2 separate regions of the Mus musculus genome follow, and region 1 is linked to region 2. The links are chromatin contacts, called in public HiChIP or PLAC-seq maps. All regions are on one chromosome and are shown on one strand. Each heading gives the region's core, a stretch centred on a gene start, on an enhancer-like site or on the middle of the called end of the contact. The rest is flanking DNA. Distances are from core to core; before and after follow the strand shown.

The links. HiChIP or PLAC-seq counts read pairs in DNA pulled down with a chosen protein or histone mark.
Region 1: a CTCF HiChIP or PLAC-seq map of the NIH/3T3 cell line shows a contact between it and region 2, with 15 read pairs. The contact joins two enhancer-like sites. A contact is called at or near these places in 1 of 39 promoter capture datasets (embryonic stem cells), 1 of 15 datasets of contacts at CTCF or cohesin (the NIH/3T3 cell line), 2 of 484 Hi-C or Micro-C datasets (muscle stem cells and nephron progenitors), 4 of 115 datasets of contacts at active chromatin or transcription factors (the NIH/3T3 cell line, cardiomyocytes, heart atrium and 1 more) and 1 of 9 other capture datasets (adipose tissue).

What each region holds. Positions count from the first base shown.
Region 1 is chr3:151,429,863-151,434,607 of GRCm38.p6, reverse strand. No RefSeq gene overlaps it. Among named protein-coding and RNA genes, the nearest start is that of Adgrl4, 5.6 kb to the left of the region's middle. Within about 2 kb of position 2,932, at least 24 of the 459 cell types and tissues checked have an H3K27ac peak or open chromatin away from gene starts, as enhancers often do. A contact at or near this core is called in the NIH/3T3 cell line and muscle stem cells, where this site is marked.
Region 2 is chr3:151,349,701-151,355,086 of GRCm38.p6, reverse strand. No RefSeq gene overlaps it. Among named protein-coding and RNA genes, the nearest start is that of 4930555A03Rik, 58 kb to the right of the region's middle. Within about 2 kb of position 3,141, at least 42 of the 459 cell types and tissues checked have an H3K27ac peak or open chromatin away from gene starts, as enhancers often do. A contact at or near this core is called in the NIH/3T3 cell line and muscle stem cells, where this site is marked.

The DNA of each region.
Region 1 (4,745 bases), core at 1,683-4,182, 80 kb before region 2:
TCACTTTGCTTAAAGTATAGCATGTGGAAAGAAGCCAGTTATAAGCTTCCTGTCTGATTGTGCTTTTGTGCATTGGTGCATTCTATGACAAAATGTGAGGACTTTGTTAGTTCAGTTTCTAAGAGCCAAAACTAACGGGAGAGCTTTGAGACGTTCTTGGGAAGGGCAGATTTTACATTGGAAGGTTTTTGCAGTGAAAGTCTAGGCTTAGCAGTTGACTTCATACTGAGTGGACTCTGGTAAAAGTATTACGGATACTTAATTGTCCCACTACATGGGAGCAGCAACATGCACCTGACAGAGGACTATGTGTAACACAATGTGGTACACAAGGCATACCAACATCCTACTTGCAACATTCAACACACCTAAACGCGGGGCATTAGTATACAGTGAGTATGAAGACATTCCCCAGAGCCATGTTTATAGTTCCCACATAGGGATACCATGTTCCCACACAGGGATACTATATTCCCACATAGGGATTCTATGCCCCTTCTCACGCCTTCCTTAGACTTTTTCCTTAGTGTAAATCTGGTGATTGGGAACAAAAAACCCATGGAAGGAGTTACAGAGACAAAGTTTGGAGCTGAGACAAAAGGATGGACCATCTAGAAACTGCCATATCCATGGATCCATCCCATAATCAGCCTCCAAACGCTGACACCATTGCATACACTTGCAAGATTTTGCTGAAAGGACCCTGATATAGCTGTCTCTTGTGAGACTATGCAGGGGCCTAGTAAACACAGAAGTGAATGCTCACAGTCAGCTATTGGATGGATCACAGGACCCCCAATGGAGGAGCTAGAGAAAGTACCCAAGGAGCTAAAGGGATCTGCAACCCAATAGGTGGAACAACACTATGAACTAACCAGTACCTCCCGGTCGTGTCTCTAGCTGCATATGTATCAAAAGATGGCCTATTCAGCCATCACTGGAAAGAGAGGCCCATTGGAATTGCAAACTTTATATGCCCCAATACAGGGGAACGCCAGGGCCAAAAAGTGGGAGTGGGTGGGTAGGGGAATGGGGGGTGGGTATGGGGGGCTTTTGAGATAGCTCCTGCATTGGGGGCCGTGTGACCCATCCAATAGCTGACTGTGATCATCCACTTCTGTGTTTGCTAGGCTCCGGCATAGTCTCACAAGAGACAGCTATATCTGGGTCAGTTCAGCAAAATTTTGCTAGTGTGTGCAATGGTGTCAGCGTTTGGAAGCTGATTATGGGATGGATCCCTGCATATGGCAATCACTAGATGGTCCATCTTTTTGTCACAGCTCCAAATTTTGTCTCTGTAACTCCTTCCATGGGTGTTTTGTTCCCATTTCTAGGAAGGGGTAAAGTGTCCACACTTTGGTCTTCCTTCTTCTTGAATTTCATGCGTTTAGCAAGTTGTATCTTATATCTTGGGTATCCTAAGTTTCTGGGCTAATATCCACTTATCAGTGAGTACATATTGTGCGAGTTCCTTTGTGATTGGGTTACCCCACTCAGGATGATGCCCTCCAGGTCCATCCATTTGCCTAGGAATTTCATAAATTCATTTTTTTTAATAGCTGAGTTAACGAAGTTTCTTAGAACACAAAGGTCATGGGTATAGGTCTGTAGTTAATTCTTTCATACATGAAATCACCATGGTCATTATGTAACTAAACAATGGCTGATTGATAGATGCTGCTGCACTTGGGAGGCTGAAGGCTGAAGCAGAAATATTGCTGGGCGTTCTAGGCTTGTGCCCTGCCTGCATAGTGAGTTCCAGGCTAGCCTGGTGAGATGCTGTTGTGTCAGAGCAACAAGGATAGCAGAAACAGTGGCTTTCACTGACTGCCTCAATAAGTGGATGCATTTATACAATAATATGTAGTGAAATTTGTTCAAAATGATGTTTTGTGTTTTGATTTAGAAGATTAGCTAGAAATTCTTGCCTCAGGTGTCTTCAGTGCCACTGGAACTGCATAGGCTATTTTTTTCCACAACTAATTAAAGCATCATCATCATCATCAACAAAACAAAACAAAAGGAACAAACATCACACCTAAACTTAGTTATGTGAACAGAAATTCCTAGTTCCCAAATGGGATGTGGAGGGGTGCTTTCCACTGTGTCTCCTAGTTAATTTAAGAATGGAGGAATCAGAAGATATTTCAATGTCCAGAACTAGGCACTGCATACAATTTTCAAAACCTGTGTCTTTATAGACTGCAATATATTGTATCTTTGTAAATATATCAAGAATAGGACTTAGGTGACATCTCAGCTAATCAACATCTCCTTGTTCACAAGTGAAAACAAGAATTCTGACAACAGCACTCAAGTAAACGCAGAGTAGGAGTGGGCCCATTGGAAAATACAGTAGTGGATGAGAAAACAGGTTTTCCCAATAGACTGTACTTGTTCAGTAGTGGAGACTTCAGTGTTGCACGTAAGGGTGGGGACCAGAGTTTCTTCCCCGGCTGGTCACTCCATTGTTCGGTGACCTTCAGAAAAATCACTACACCTTTCCATTATTCTGAGTAACAGTTTACATGTTTCTATTCTACATGGCTAGTTCTCCCTTAAGGTTCCACCCAAACTTAGGAATAGTGCCTTTTTCTTATGGATAAAGAAAGGAAGGTAGAAAAAGGCAGTGGGAAAAGAGGGGCTGGAGGAGGGAGGCAAGAGACAGAGCAATGAAAGGGAGGGAGGAGGAGAGAGGGAGAGGAAGAAAGAATCTATGCTAATTATTTGCCTTTTATCAGACTTCCAAATTGTTTCATTAATTTATCTTCCTTTGTTTGGACCTTGTTCATGTCATACAAATATTCAGCTGAACTCATCTTTCCAGAGGGCAGCACTTCTAAAACAGACACTGTGGTGAGATAGCTTTCTATTTAATAGTGCTACACATTTTAACTCTGCGTTCCACATGTCATAGTGCTGATTCATTCATAGTTGATTGCTCTGGCTCATCCCATTGCTCTGAGTAATATCTCTAGAGGTTACCAACGCCATCAGGACACATTAGTAATTTAAACCATTTCTTTAGTTTTGCAGTGCAGTATACTTTAGATTAAACTTGATCTACCTTTGGGTTTTTCAACTGCCAGTTTATTTTATCTTGTGAAAATTTGTCACAATTGCTCATTTATTTCAGGAAAATTATAACTGATTAGTAAGAGCAAGTCACATCCATTGTTGGTGATGAGCAAATGAATGATACAACCATGGTCTAGAGCCCCTGATAGCATCTGTTGTAACTTCCAAGCACATTGGGAATTAGAGTTTTAGGCTTTCTCTACTTTGTCACACACCTTTAAACTTGGCTAAGATTTAATTTCCGTCTACAACATGTTTTATTAATAACCTCTGGGAAGGGATATTGGCTTAAGAAGGAGAAAATTCTTTGAAAGTCTAAGTTGCATTAACTGATCATCTTTTGTATTCTATCTTATTTTTTAGTTTTTTTTTTAAATAATGGGTATCAGGTTCTTAATTTTCAGCATTTCTCAGTGTACACTATAAATAATCATAAACAGTACTAAGATGCTTCATTGGTTGCAAATACATGTTTACGCCTAATGAAGTGATTGGACAAATTTGAAGGTCATCATCTCATCTTTCAAAAGTCCCAATATCATATGGCATTTTGGGCAGATAACTCATAAATTAGCATCACCAATAAGAGGCTATCAGGTAGCTTTATTTTATTGGTTTATGTTTAACATTATTTTACAAACCACTTGTATCACATCTCTACGGTCTCTTATTTAGTTACAGTGGGTAACCATTCATTACTCTTGCCTCTCACTCTCCATCTTGATCTTGGTCACACAAGGTGCAGTTGTTGTCACTGCTTTTATGCTTCCTTCCTGTATGGCTAACAGTGTTGTATTCCCTCATCCACAAGGATGCTTTTAGGACCTGGGAGCATTTCCAAGAGCTTTCCACAAATGAATTGTGGGGTTGGGGGACAGGCACAAACACAGCTGAAAACTGCACCTTTTTACTTTTTATTTATTTATTTTTTCAAGACAGGGTTTCTCTGTGTAGCTCTGGCTGTCCTGGAACTCACTCTGTAGACCAGGTTGGCCTCGAACTCAGAAATCTGCCTGCCTCTGCCTCCCAAGTGCTGGGATAAAGGCTTGCACCATCACCACCAGGTGAAAATCTTTTAAAAATGCTAAAAATCATATTTTTCAACTGAATCTTGTTTGAGAAAAGTAAGTAAAATTACTTAAGATACAGCCGGTGGTAAGGAGGAAGCAAACCATTATTTTTGTGGCTAAATATGATTGCTTCAGGCAGAACTTTTGAAATTCTTTACTTATATGAGGGTTCCGCTTCTGTTCCATTGGAGGCTTTCTCATATCATTCAAAGACTCTCCTACTAAATTATATCCTCACTTCTAAGAGTCTTTCTCTCTCTCTCTCTCTCTCTCTCTCTCTCTCTCTCTCTCTCTCTCTCTCTTCCTTCCTCTCTTTCTTCCTTTCTCGCTATCTCTTCCTTCCTTCCTTCCTTCCTTCCTTCCTTCCTTCCTTTCTTTCTTTCTTTCTTTCTTTCTTTCTTTCTTTCTTTCTTTCTTTCTTTCTTTCTTTCTTATGTAGAATCTAGATACTTATGAACCAGTCTTAATAAAATGCATAATTTTAAAACAGAAAGATTTCTAACTTACATTGATAGTTAGCAATGAATTTAATTATTGAAAACCAAAGTAAGCTAATTACTGCTCGCATAATTGACCCTTAAGCCTAAGGTTGAGAAT
Region 2 (5,386 bases), core at 1,892-4,391:
TGTTAATTGCAGGGTCTTTTCTGAATCTTGATAATATTTCTAGAAGTTTAACATATGTCCACAGCAAGCCAAAGAGCAAAATCCCAGACTCAGATTCTTTCAGAAGAGCTCAGCTTCTGTGTTAGACTGAGAGGCCCCAAACTAGAGGATGTGAGACCACCTAGACATGGGTGGGCATACCTCCTTCTAACATGGTAAATCTATTTACAAAAATACAAAACCAAAACCAAAACCAAAACAACAAACAAACAAACAAAAACCATAAAATGATGAATGTATGAGAAATTCAGGAAAAGAATCTGAATTTTCAATCTCTAATACAGTATTATCTAAGTATATCCCAAGGGGGGAAACATTAGATAGCTTAAAATCTTACTTTGTCATGGAAGCAGATAGAAAAGTGATTCCATCTACTGACAGAAATCTAGAGACTGCCATATCCAGGGATCCATCCCATAATTAGCCTCCAAACAATGACACCATTGCATACACTAGCAAGCGTTGGCTGAAAAGACCCTGATATAGCTGTCTCTTGTGAGACTAGGCCGGGGCCTAGCAAACACATAAGTGGATGCTCACAGTCAGCTATTGGATGGATCACAGGGCCCCCAATGGAGGAGCTAGAGAAAGTAACCAAGGAGCTAAAGGGGTCTGCAACCGTATAGGTGGAACAACATTATGAACTAACAAGTACCCCGGAGCTCTTGACTCTAGCTGCATATGTAGCAGAAGATGGCCTAGTCGGCCATCACTGGAAAGAGAGGCCCATTGGACACGCAAACTTTATATGCCCCAGTACAGGGGAATGCCAGGGCCAAAAAAATGGGAATGGGTGGGTAGGGAAGTGGGGGGGAGGGTATGGGGGACTTTTGGGATAGCATTCTAAATGTAATTGAGGAAAATATATAATGATAATAAATATTAAAAAAGAAAAGAAAAGAAAAGAAAAGAAAAGAAAAGAAAGTTCTGCTGCTCTGTGTTCTCCTGGGTTCCCTGCACCACTTCATGTGTAAGTTGGATCATGCACCATCACTTTCCTGATAAAAGTCCCATTTCTCATCCCAGTTGCAGCTGTTTTCCAGGAATGTAAAGAGTCTGTCCCATAATTGCACAGAGCATAGTCAAATAGTGTAGAAGTGCTGCTTGCTGTCAAGTCATCTGAACTCACTTCTCATGTTCAGGCAGTTATGTGTTATAAGTTGTGAACCTACAAGAATGATTTGTTTTTTATGGTTATCTGTGATTCCAAAAGACAGAGTATTAGACTCTGATATTTTCAGCAAATTGTTATGGACATAATGAAGAAAAGAAGGATCTAGGCATATGATCCTCACAATTAACCAATAATGCGTCATTAGATTTCTTTTCCATCTAGGATTCTGGGCAACTTTTTCTTAGCTTCTTAAAATTATAGTCTGCCATGATTTCAATGGCATTGTGTTAGAATTCTACTCAACATTGCTACTTAGAAAAGTAGTCTCTTGATGCTGCAGCATTATGGCTAAAAATATAAGTCACCATCAGGTCACAGACTCCAAAGTAAACTTGTTTTATTATTAGGCTTTCCTTCCTAAAATAACTTGAATAATTATAATTCTGTACAAATATACAACCAGGCTTCTGTGTTGTACTCTTACAATAAATGTGAGAAACCAACTTTAAACCAAAATATTAAGTAGAACATGCATGAATTCATTCCTTAATATAACTAACTTAAACAGTGGAATAGAATTATTATCAATTGAAACATTGTTCTATGTGCTGTAGTTGTACCACTGGATACCATGAGAGGACAGAACTCATGATCTACCACCTTGGTTGAGAGAAAAATGAGAGCTGTGTAATGAGACTCCATCTGATAGACTAGTATTGAACCAAATTGTATGTCACTGAGCCAGGAACAAGCTTAGGTAGTTGGAAGCTTTAATTGGTAGCTGCATGGAAAACGATCTTTATGTGGCTAGTTGAGAACTGGAGACTTCCACTTTTCCTGATTCTTATTCAGCAGAAGTAAAAAAAAAAAAAAAAAAATCTCCAAAAAGCACTTCAGGGACTTAGCACAAAGAGCAAGAGCTACCTGTCTGTGTAAGGGAATGGTTGAATACAGTACAGTGTGCTGAAAACTGTACGTAGCTTTACATTGGAGGGATTTGTTAGACTTAGGAAGTCAGCTTCTTCTTGGTTATGTATTTATGAGTTTGTAGGACATGAAGACTTGGCAAAGCTCCAGAATCAATTACTATACATTGACAGGGAGGGCCATATTGTAACCTGCATCATTCTCAGACCTCTCGTGTTATCCTCATCCTTTTAGTCCACACTTCAACCTCATCCACACAAAGATGGTCTACTTGAGTTTCTATCATCACAGAACAGATAACTAAAAAAGTATAGTAAATGATGCATTTTTTATAGATTTCTACAGTGTACTCAGGATAACTGAAATATCAAGAATGTGTCTGTAAAGACACATATGAAAAAAATATGACTCATATGAAAAACAAAACAACACAACAATAACACAACAACAACAAAAACAACAACCATAACAGCAACAACAGTTTGCAACCCATACTCAAGAAGAACTTAGGACCCAAGTCCAAGTAAATTATCAATCTATCCATCAAATATTAATTAAGAATCTATTGTACACCAGCTATTCAGAAGTAAGTAGTTTTCAGCAGAGTCCAGAGTCGTCAGGAGGCCTTAGAGCTGGAATTCCAGATGACTGTGTGAGCCTGACACGGGTGCTTAGCACTAAATTGAATATCTCCTCTGCAAGAACAGCACCAGCTCTGAGCCATTGTGTTGTCTCTCCAGCCCAATTACAAATATATTAAGACTGTGAATGATCGAGTGTTTAAGAATGTCTTTCTTTCACTTATGAACTGCAGTCTAGAAAGGAATGTAATTTTTCTTAAAACATATAACACATCTAGTTTTCTTTTATGACCTAAGATTGGCAAAGGACAATTCTTAACCCAATTGTATCTCAACTCTTCCTAGCTCAAAGTGGATAAAAGGTTTTATTTGCCTTTTGTCAAAAAAAGCTTAAAAAGGTTTGTCTGAGAGACACTGTAAAAGATATGAGTCAGTAGGAACTGTAGTGAACTCCCTGGATGTTTTCGTCTTCATTGTTCAAACAATGGAATCTTGAATCTGAAGAATGGGCATTACTCACGTCCTCTCAGTATAAACAGAAGAATAACAGAGTTGGATTGGAGTCTAGATTCCTGTCCTCTTAGTGCTAAACATTGAGGAGAGCCACTGGAACATTCCTCTGATTAACGACTTGATTCAGAGGATGCCAGCCAACTATTCAAAGACAAACATTTGATCATGAGGGCCAACTTGTCTTTGAGGCTATTTGACTGAAAAGAGAACAAAACAAAACAAAAACCCAAAAAACAAAAAAAAAGGAGAAAAGGAATCTGGTTTCTTCCTTAGCTAAGCTCTGGCCCAAGCCTATGGGAGTCACTGTTCATTGTTTTCTTCTTTTGAAGAATTCTCTTTCTTCCTCAGTCAATTTTCTGCTTGACGAATAAACACACAATGTATGAAACCAGCTTCAACAGTGATACAATTGAAGAGAGAGGATGAGCTGATTAGGAAGGGACCAGAGTCTGCCCAAGCTACATAAAGGTCCATAGCTGTTTTCAGAGTCTGGTCCATGACCCCATCCCGTGATCACATGCATGTAAGGAGAAAGAACATGGGAAGGAAGGAGTGGTGACCCAGACTGTGCTTCCTCTCTTTCTCAGTTCTGTTTGATTGTTTTCTTCAGTCTTAACAAAGATGGAAACTGTCATGCTTTGATCAAAGTGATCTCAGTGTATAGGCGACATTATAATTATTTTGTTAACAGAAGTGTTCATGTTTATTAGCATATTTCAGTATAAACTTTCTAAGAACAACTGAAGTAATTAGTTATGCCAGAAAACCAATACATTATTTTACATAATTTTTACTTTCTTTACTTTTTTCTTTTCTTTTTTTTTCTCGAGACAGGGTTTCTCTGTGTAGCCCTGGCTGTCCTGGAACTCACTCTGTAGACCAGGCTGGCCTTGAACTCAGAAATCTGCCTGCCTCTGCCTCCTGAGTGCTGGGATTAAAAGCTTGCACTGCTATGCCCAGCTCTAAGATAACTTTTATTGTGTGGTTTATTTCTGTGGAAGTATATGCAGGTTAGGCTGGCTTTGTTCTAAAATATGTTTTTTTTTTTTTTTTTTCTTTCTAGCATGGAACAATGACTTACAAACACACTGGGTAGATTTTTGTCAGGAGGCATATCAGGAAGGGAATTCCATGCTCCTAGATGGCCTCACGAGTCCCCTCCAATCTGACATGTTAACTTGCTCAATGAGGATTTCACAGCACACGCCTCCCTGCAATTCCATATGACAGATATTAAACCTGCCATGAAAAAAAAAAACTTAAAAAATTGAAGATAACTTTGGATGTTCTGTAAAGGTAAGTATGAGATTGTTAACCTTGTTTAAACATATACTGAACGCTTTCATTATTTTGGAATATTGTCTTTCTCTATTGTACTACACGGTGTATATATCTATATATTGTTATCTCTCTATGCACATACATATATTTCTCCTGTCTGGGGTTTTTAAATAATTCATGGTATTTCTCATTACAAAACCAAAAAGTCAATTTAAAAAGTTAGTAAAATATTTATGGAAGCGGGGAACTATAAAAACCTGAACTTTTTAAGGAGAAAAGGTAGCAAGGTAAGAGGATCCCTTATATGCCTTTTTTTTCCAATAGAAAAAAACTTTAAAAATTTACATTTTTCAAGGAGGGATGATTCCCACAAACAAAACTTGAGCATGCAACACTGCACACCTGGGTAGGTGCCTGCCACTCAAATCACTGTCATGCCGCAAGCTATCCTGATACAATCAGAAGGGAAAACAGTTAGGCTGATGGGTTTACAGAATGCTGTCTGCATGAGTGGCAGATGTTTGCGCCATAATCACGTTACAAGCACTCAATTTTTATTATGGAACAATTGCTTCTAATAACTTTCATGTTCATGATCAATGTGTCACAAATTCACCTGAATTTCAAAACAATCCAAGAAATCTAAAGGAGTGTTCTTCTGTCGTTTTTCCTCTTGATGCATTCAATAACAATAAAGCAACTGATTTGAGCATGTACAGAACTGTGGATTCTGACAATCTGTTGGGTCTCAAATATGTGTCCGAAGTCTGCCTGGTTCTCGACAGACCTGACACCATAGCATGGGTGATTATCCATCATCAGCTGCTGTTAGTGGGTAGTGTGATTAATAACTGCAATCCAAGCATGATAGGAGCGCTGTGATCTTTATTGACTCGGTGAACTGGGGGCGCTTTCTTCTCGTATGGTTGGC